Linked DNA regions of Delphinus delphis: regions 1 and 3 are each linked to region 2. Evidence: chromatin contacts called from public Hi-C data. All regions are on one chromosome and are shown on one strand. The core of a region is the stretch at or near the end of the contact, and the rest is flanking DNA. Distances in the headings are between cores, read along the strand shown. Region 1 holds the start of AKR1A1 (aldo-keto reductase family 1 member A1). Region 2 holds the start of MUTYH (mutY DNA glycosylase). Region 3 holds the start of NASP (nuclear autoantigenic sperm protein).

Region 1 (2,700 bases), core at 177-2,676, 190 kb before region 2:
CTCTCCCCACAAAGCAGTCCCCAAATCTGACCACGTGATTCCCAGGATCTCTTCCAGTAGATCTCTCCTACCCTCAGGATAAGGTCCAGACTTCCTGGTAATACCCTTTATAACCTGGCTCCCACCTCCCCCATCTCTCCACCTCTTCATTTCAGACTCCATATTCCAGGCTTTGCAGAACCAGCCACCACATTTGACTCCAGGCCTCTGCACACTTTCCTTCCCCAAGTCCCACCCTTGCCTGGCTAACTGCAAGTCACCCTTCAGCTAGCAGTTTAAATTTCTGGTTCCTCCCATGTCCTGACAGTTGTGCACATCACTGCATTTGTTTGTTCATTTTCCCTCACAAATCTCGGTACTCCTTGAGGTCAGGGCCTATCATCTACCTAAACCTGTAGCTGCTAGAGTGCCTGCTCCCTCCTCCACCCCACACACAGCGGCAAATGGGGGAGATCTTGTCAGCAGGAGGGGCATTTGATAAAGTCACTGCCTCCATCACCTTCTTCCTTTACTTCTTGGATAACCTGGAAAAAATCATCTCTGGAAAATAACAAAGCATTTACCATCATCTTCGGTAAAAAGAAAAAAAAAAAAATCCCAGTGACTCCAGAAAGGATGATACTCGGATTGTTCTTGTATTACAGATAAGAAAACTGAGACCTTGGGAAAAGTAACAGGACTGATTAGAATCATCAAGACTCTTCTAAGGGAGGTCCTGCAGCCCAGAGTATGGACAGGCTGAAGGGAGAGTTAATTTATACTAACCCCATCCGGTGAAGGTTCAGATTCCAGTCTCACTTTAACAGAGCACTGGGTCAACAGAAAAACATGCCCTGGCTTTCCCAAACCCAAGGCAGGTGCCTAAGCAAGCGAACCCACACCCCTCCTGCCACTTATGAGAAGCGTCTCTGCAATTCCACATTAAAGCCGGAGTTCCTGAAAAAATCGTGTTGGTGGGTAGACAAAAGGAAGATGGCAACCAAAACTTACTGACAGTATGTGCTGGGAGCTTTAAGAGCTTTATCTCACTTTAACTCTTGTTACATACAGTTCTGATGTAGGAACAGATTTTACCGCTGAGAAAACTGAGGTCCAGAGAAACTGAGAACTTATCCAAGATCATTCAGCGAATAAGAGGAAGCTCAAATCAGAAACCAAGTCGGGCCGCCTCCTCAGCATTTGCTCTTCGCTCTAACCCGGGGGCGGACACATCTGTAGTGAAGGTTCGAGGCCATCTCCACTACGACAAAGATGGGGCAGCAGAAGAGAAACTCACCTCGGCACGAGCACAGGACGTTAGCAGGGAAGTATGGCTTTTCAGCTCAGTCCTGTGCCCTGCTAGCGACCCAATGGGCCTCAGCTTCCGGTATTGGTGAGCAGCAAAAAACTGGCCTGAGATTGGACACCGGGACTTAAGTCTGGCGGTGAGGAAGAAGCTCCTCCCAGAGGAGGGGCTGGGGCCGGGCATTCAACATCACGCGCAGTGGTGAACCCCGCCCCTGTCCCCAGAAACAAGCTGGGGAGTGGACGCCTCAGCTGGGGGGCTGCACCATCTCTTCCTCAGGACGCTGGTGGGTGGATTGGCGGAGTCTGGGCATACTCCACAGCGCGAGTTTGGAGAACTCCCGGGTGAGTGAAGCCTGCGCCGACGGCCAAGTAAGCGGCCTCGGAGGCGGGGCCAGGGGGCGCCTCTGCCTGGCCCATATTGCAGCGCGCGCCCCCGCGAGGCCGCTCTGGGCAACTTCTGCTCGTTCTGCGGCCAGAGGGAGGAGACCCCGGCTGCCACGTGGTGACTTATGCAGTCGACTCCCCCTAAGGACTACAGGCCCCACTCTGATCTGTTCTCTTCCTTAGAGCCGGGTTGGCCAAGTTCCCTGAAAACACCTAAACTGGTCCCATTATTTGGTCAGGCAAACTGAGGTCCAGAGAACAGCCGCAGCACAGAGGTTGACAGTAACAGGGAAGACCTTGGGACTACAGGCTTCAAGAGGTAAACGTTAGTGCTCTCTGTATCCGGACTGTGGACCCTGGCAGCGCATTTATGTTTTATGTATATTTAGGCTTTATAAACATTAATTTATTGAGTCTTCACAACAATCCTGGAAGGGGAATGTTCTTTTTTATTTTATTTACTGCAAGCCTTTTTATTGAAGTATAGCATACTGGTAAATGGAATATTGCCTGCCATATCAGGAAACAAAGGATGTCGCAATCATCAGCGATTGCAGCTGTGCAGCCGCCACCGAAGGTGAGCTAGTGAGCCCTAAGGGAATTTAGGAAGGAAACAAAGAATACCTGCCATCTAGCAGCCATCAGACTGCAGCCACTCCCTAAGGTGATCCCTGATTTCAAGATACGAAAACACAGGATACTGGCCCCAGATAGCTGAGGTGCATAGCAAAGGCATGATTTCAGTGAGCCCAGACCCTTTCTTGCATCTTCCCATGCAGAGAAAAGCGCTAAATTCCTTAACTTGGGATTTCTGGTTTTCTTTAATTAACGGTAATCTTATGACGTTCTGACTACCTGCCCTTTGTTACAAAGCTCCTATATATCCTAGCTCCCCCCTTGCCTCCTTGGAGCAGTTCTCTCAGTGTTACTTGAGATGCTGCCTTCTGGGCTTGAAGTCCTAAAAACTGCCACCAAATAAAACAACTCTAACTTTTAGTTTGTGAATATTTTTTTAATCGACAATACAGA
Region 2 (2,700 bases), core at 108-2,607:
GATGCACCTTGGGGTTGGGTTTGGGGGTGGCTGTGGCTGGGAGTTAGCTTCATGAAAGACCCAAACCACCCAGGACTGTGACCTCCACTACAGGGTTGAGGTCTGCCCCTCCTTCCAAGGCTAGGACTAAAGAGATCAGGGCTTATACTTACTGGTTCAGCAAACTCTTCCTGTCCCCAAGCCCACTCAGTTCCTATGGCGCAGTAAAGGGAGAGTTGTGTTAGGTCCACAGTATCAGCCCTTTCACAACCACCTGCTCTCCCAACTCCCAACTCTCACCGTGTCCACAGCCACAAAGCTAGCCGTCTTTATGGCCAGCAGGAGGGATGGCCACATCTCCTTGAAGTTGTCACTTTGCACATCCACCACGGGAACCTGGACTACTAGCTCCTCCCCAGATTTTGTGCTTTGGCTGGCACCACCTGGGGATAAGGAGGGTGACGGATGTTAATGCTCAGGCAAGGGCCTAAGAAAAAAGATACCAAGCTAGGCCATGGCTGGGGGCAGGGGCAGTTTCCTTCAAGGCAAGAAATGGCAGCTTTCTCCTCAAGCGTATCACATATGCTCTATACACAGGCCTTGGAGTGAACAGTGTCCTGAATTTGGGGAGAGAAAGCCTGGGTCTTCCAGTGGCTTATGTGAGACTCTGGGAAAATTTCTTCCCCCTCAGCATCAAAACCTGTAAAAGAGGAAGGTAGGACTAGATGATCTGTGAGGTTCCTTTTCCTCACATCCTGCAGGAAATAGTTTGCAAGGCTTGATGATTTCAGCCCCTTTACTATCTCAAAGGCTCTATACTACTGTTCATGGCCACAAGCGGCGGCAGTAGCCAGTATGCCCCAGAGCCTGATAAATAACGCCCCAACACGTCCCACTTCCTGTGGACCACAACTCCCAACCTCCCTAACTTAACAGAGCCATGAACTCCAGACTACATCTCCCGACATGCCCCCACATGCCCTGCGCCCAAGACTCTAGGCTTTTGCAGGCGGAACTGTGGTGCACACCGGGACTTGTAGTCTCCTCGTGGCTGGTTCAGAAAGAAGGCGCTATTCCTCTGAAACTTGAGATCGGTTTCTTAGAACTACGAGCCCGAGACCCTCCCCCCACCGGACCGCACAGGCTTTTAAAGCGGCCCCTGGGAAGCCACTCACCGTCAGAGACGGCTGGAGCTGAGGCTGCGCCATCGTCACCGTCGGCGGCCATGACACCGAGGTCCCTCGCTTGTATAGTCAGTGTGCACGCGGGACTTCCTCTTCGTCTCCTCACTCCGCTCCTGCAGTCGGGGACGGGGCGGAGCTTCACCCCCGGAGTCGCCGACCGGTCGGACTTCCGTTCAGACCTCCCGGGTCTGGCGCGGTGGAGCCAGCCTGGCGCGCGCTAGGAGCCTATTGGCTGGCGTGGGCCGGTTCACCGCCCGGATTGGCCGGAGCCACGCCCCCTGGAGTTCGTCTGGGAGCTGGGCGCTGGAGATCGCGCAGGAGGTAATTTTTTCTCTGCGTACAACGCAATTGGAACGTGGGCCTTCGCGTTACCCTGTCTTCATCGATTCGGCCCCGGGGTGGGGATCCCCAGAGGATGTGGCGCTGCCTGAGCTAAGCTTAAAGCACGCGTAGGAGTTATACAAAGACTGGGGAGTGTAGGGGAAGGAAGGATATTTGGGAAGGGGCAAGCTGCCAGGGAGGGTGGGGAGCTCACGGCGTTCCAGGAAGTGAAAGAAGCCGGGACGGAGACAGGAGATGAGGCTGCGGAGGTTGAGAGCGACCGGCTAGCAGGAACACTTTTGAAACAATCCGTGCGCGTGGTAATAAGGATTTGAATTAAGCCTCCGGTAGGGACAGATTGTAAGTAATTAGGAGATATAGTTGACCTTGAGGGGTTTTGGACATGATTCCTGCTACCGTGAGTGTTGTCCCTACCGTAGACTAGCCCTTTCCCAAGGGCTCTGCTTCCCACCAAGGACTCTCAACCCTTTATCTCTTTGATTATTTGCTGTTTCCAGTCCATCTTCAACCTTTCTCTCGAGTCTTTTCATTATTCTGAATTGTTTGGATTTTTCCCATTCTGGAAAAAGGGGAACCTCCTTTTACTCTACCCCATCCCAAATTAGTTTAACAAGTATTATATACAATTTGCCTGGCACCGTGCTCGGCTCTGGGGACACAACAGCCAACAAAAGATACCCAGTCCTAGCTTATATGGAGTTTTACAGTTAAGTGGGGGAAGCAGACACTGATCAAAGAATCACAAATAAACATGGAATTAAAATTGGTATAAGAGCAACAATGGAGAAGTACACAAGAGGGTAAGACTGGGGGGGATCTGATTTGGACATTTAAGTCAAGACCTGAAAAATGACTAACTGTTAGGTAAAACATAGAAGAGCTCTTCAAGCAGAGGAAATGGACTGGGTGAGGCCTCAAGGAGGACAGACACTTGGGGATTTTGAACCAACTATTTCAGGACAACATAGTTGTTCCGTAGTGAGCGAGGGGGATGGGGCTTGTTGGAGCCTACAAAGCTTATATTAAGAGGATTGGCTTTTAAGAGAAATGGGTGTGACAGCCAAAGCCCTCTCCAGTGGCCTACAAGGTACTTGTAGTCCTGGGCTCTCCACTTTCTTTACCTCTCTGACCTCATCAACTCCTCACCCTTTCCTCATTCCATTCTAACCATGCTGGCTTCCTCATTGTTCTACAA
Region 3 (2,700 bases), core at 195-2,694, 210 kb before region 2:
CTTTCAATGGCTATACTGGAATTATAATGTGCATTCTTAGTAGTTTATTAAACTCACATAAATTTTCCTTACCCACCCCCTTAAACGACTGAAACGCTTTACCCCTGAATTGCCCCAGGAACTTACTAAGGAATGATGCCTTTATTGTTCTAACTAGCTAATTAGATTTTCATGCAATTTCCTCTCAAGCTTTGGGGATGGGGGAAAGGATGAGTAATGAGGGAATAAAAACTTGAAATACTAGGGTTTAACCTAGAGTCTGCCACTTAATAATTTGGGTTATTTCTTGTTTCTTCGAATAACTGCCTGTTTCCCTTCACTGTTCAAAAAATACCTTTATGTCTGAGTGACACTGTGCCGTTTTCATAGCAATCATGTCTTCTATCATTCCTTCCAGTCCTTCTGTTCACTTCGCGCTTAATACTGCCCATTCTCCTAGCAACCAAACACTGCTAGAAGTGAAAAGACCTCGACGCAGTGCTAGAAGATGCGTCGCCTCACGATAAAATCCCCCAGAAGCAGCCAAGTCCCCCGCCAACGTCCCCAAAGTCTAAAAGAACCACGATGCTCTCCACCACAGACAAAAGAATGGGCCTTGCTGAGGGCAGGAGAGTACCAGGTGAGCGAGGAGACCGCGGGGCACAAGCTTCACCGCGTCCCACGGCGGAAGTCCGAGGCGCTCGGGAGCCGCAGCCCCAAACAATGGAGTTTTCCCGCCTCCTCAGGGCCCCGCCCCCTGCTCCAAAGCCGGCGGAGGGAAGCGAACGCACAAGCGCACGACCCCGCCCCCGAGAGACCCCGCCCATCCCGACCCACCGGTCCGGCCTCCTCCCTCGTGCAGTTTTTTTTTTTGGCGCCAAATCTCTGTTGGTTATTTTCCCGATGTGTTTGGGGATCCTACCGGAGGCGCACGCCAGGAGTGCGGGGACAGCAGGGACGTGAAGGTACACTGCCGCGCCGGGGCCCCGCCTCCCCGCCGATAGCCCCGGGCCTGGGGAGGAAGGAGAGGGGCAGGCGATGGAGACAGCCGCCGCTGCCCCCGGCAAGATGGCGACCGCGAAAAGCGGGGCAGGGGGCCCCAGCCGGCCGGCGTTACTGCCAATGAGCGAGGCTCTCTGCTACAAGTGGGCTTCTCCAGTGTCCGGCCCTCCCCGAACAGCGACGGTTGTTCACTGGAAGGAAAGCCCTCCCACCCTCCGGTCTGTCCCTCCCGGTTAGCCTCCGTCCACTACCCCCTCCCTGCGGACTGGCCAGTGCCTCAAGCTCTCCACGGTCCAGCTTACTTATCGGCGGAAACCAGCTCCGCGGTGATGGCGGCAGTGGCTGTGGACTCTGCGGCCATCGTTCGCCTGAGGTGGTGGGCCAGCGGACGGGATAGTGCCTGAGGGAAAAACAGAGAATTTGGAAAGCCAGAGACTTATTCGTGGACAGAAAATGGCAGATTGGAGACCCCGCGCGGCTGGGCCCTCTTATATACCAGGGCCCTTCGCCCCGCCCATCCACTTCCGGATCCTCCCCCTCGAGTTTAAAGGGCCAGGACCCAGCCCCAATCCTGCCCAAGGACATCCCCCACCCGCACCACCTGGTTCTGCGTGATACCTTTCCTCCCTGGCTTCCTCGAAAAAAGCAACTTTTTGCTTCTCTAGCAAGTCGCGTAAGAAGAACTAGAATCTTGGTACTACTACTCCTGACTGAACGGCGGCCAGCGACTTCCAGAGAAGGGGAAGCTGGAGCTGCACTACATGTTCGGAGCGAGTAGCCGACAGTCTCTTTCCAGGCCGTATACTCAGGAAGTTAACTAAGACTTTCTGTCGGTCCGCTCAGTCGTAACGGATGGACACGAAACAGCCAAGCACGTGTATACCAGCAACGGCTAGAACAGATATCGGTGAGAGACGCGTGGCTCTGAACCTCAACAACAACTGACGCAAGGAAATGCTGTCCTAGGATTGGCCACCGCCTGAAACTACCGCGCTTGATTCAAAGCTGGGGGCTGCGGCGGGACGCGGCTGGCTCCTCCCTCTGGGCCCGCCCCCTTCGGCTGGCCCAATCCGGTGAAGCCATCCTCTTAGGCCCTACCCAGACTCCCAAATCTGACTAGCATAAAGCTCCCAGCTCTTTTCGTCCACTCCAAGCTACGGTTTATAGTTTGTCCACTATGTCCGGGGGCACTGTGCTTAGACATTCTAAAGCTACTAGCTGTCTTACTTAATCTTAACAGCAACGCTACTAGTGACAACGGTGTTATCCGTCCCATTTGGTAGAAATAGAAACCAAGGTTCAAAGAAGGTATGACTAGCTCAGAAGGTTGCAAGACAAGTCATTTATGGGAAGCAGTGTGCCTCATTTTCTGCAACTCGCTGAGTGGAAGATAATTGCACTTCCTCACATCTGGAGCATAATCCATTGCCTTCCACCATGGCCTTGCCTACAAAGGTCAGAACAAGAATTTTATTTCCGTCCAGGTTCAGACATACTGAGAAAGATTCTTGGGGAGGATTCTTATTCCAGTCTGTCAAGACTCAGGCAGTTTGAAATATTTAGGGATAAAGACCTGGACCTGCGGGCTTCCCTGGTGGCACAGTTAAGAATCCGCCTGCCAATGCAGGGGACACAGGTTCAATCCCTGGTCCGGGAAGATCCCACATGCTGTGGAGCAGCTAAGCCCCTGCACGCCACAGCTACTGAGCCTGCGCTCTA

What was found. A called contact is a pair of places that touch in the nucleus more often than the background predicts.
Region 1: a contact with region 2 is called in a Hi-C map of muscle, with 2.6 times the contacts expected there. The contact joins the promoter of AKR1A1 here to the promoter of MUTYH in region 2. A contact is called at or near these places in 2 of 3 Hi-C or Micro-C datasets (lung and muscle).
Region 3: a contact with region 2 is called in a Hi-C map of lung, with 4 times the contacts expected there. The contact joins the promoter of NASP here to the promoter of MUTYH in region 2. A contact is called at or near these places in 2 of 3 Hi-C or Micro-C datasets (lung and muscle).

The regions. Positions count from the first base shown.
Region 1 is chr1:37,277,076-37,279,775 of mDelDel1.2, reverse strand. It overlaps AKR1A1 (aldo-keto reductase family 1 member A1), which reads right to left and starts at 1,426. Exons shown (of 9, transcript XM_060021308.1): 1 at 1,277-1,426. PRDX1 (peroxiredoxin 1) reads left to right here and starts at 1,608. Exons shown (of 6, transcript XM_060021344.1): 1 at 1,608-1,629.
Region 2 is chr1:37,088,238-37,090,937 of mDelDel1.2, reverse strand. It overlaps MUTYH (mutY DNA glycosylase), which reads left to right and starts at 1,357. Exons shown (of 17, transcript XM_060021276.1): 1 at 1,357-1,484. TOE1 (target of EGR1, exonuclease) reads right to left here and starts at 1,312. Exons shown (of 8, transcript XM_060021288.1): 1 at 1,155-1,312; 2 at 280-422; 3 at 153-193; 4 at 1-7. The coding sequence starts at 1,206.
Region 3 is chr1:37,295,538-37,298,237 of mDelDel1.2, reverse strand. It overlaps NASP (nuclear autoantigenic sperm protein), which reads right to left and starts at 1,444. Exons shown (of 15, transcript XM_060021351.1): 1 at 1,284-1,444. The coding sequence starts at 1,342.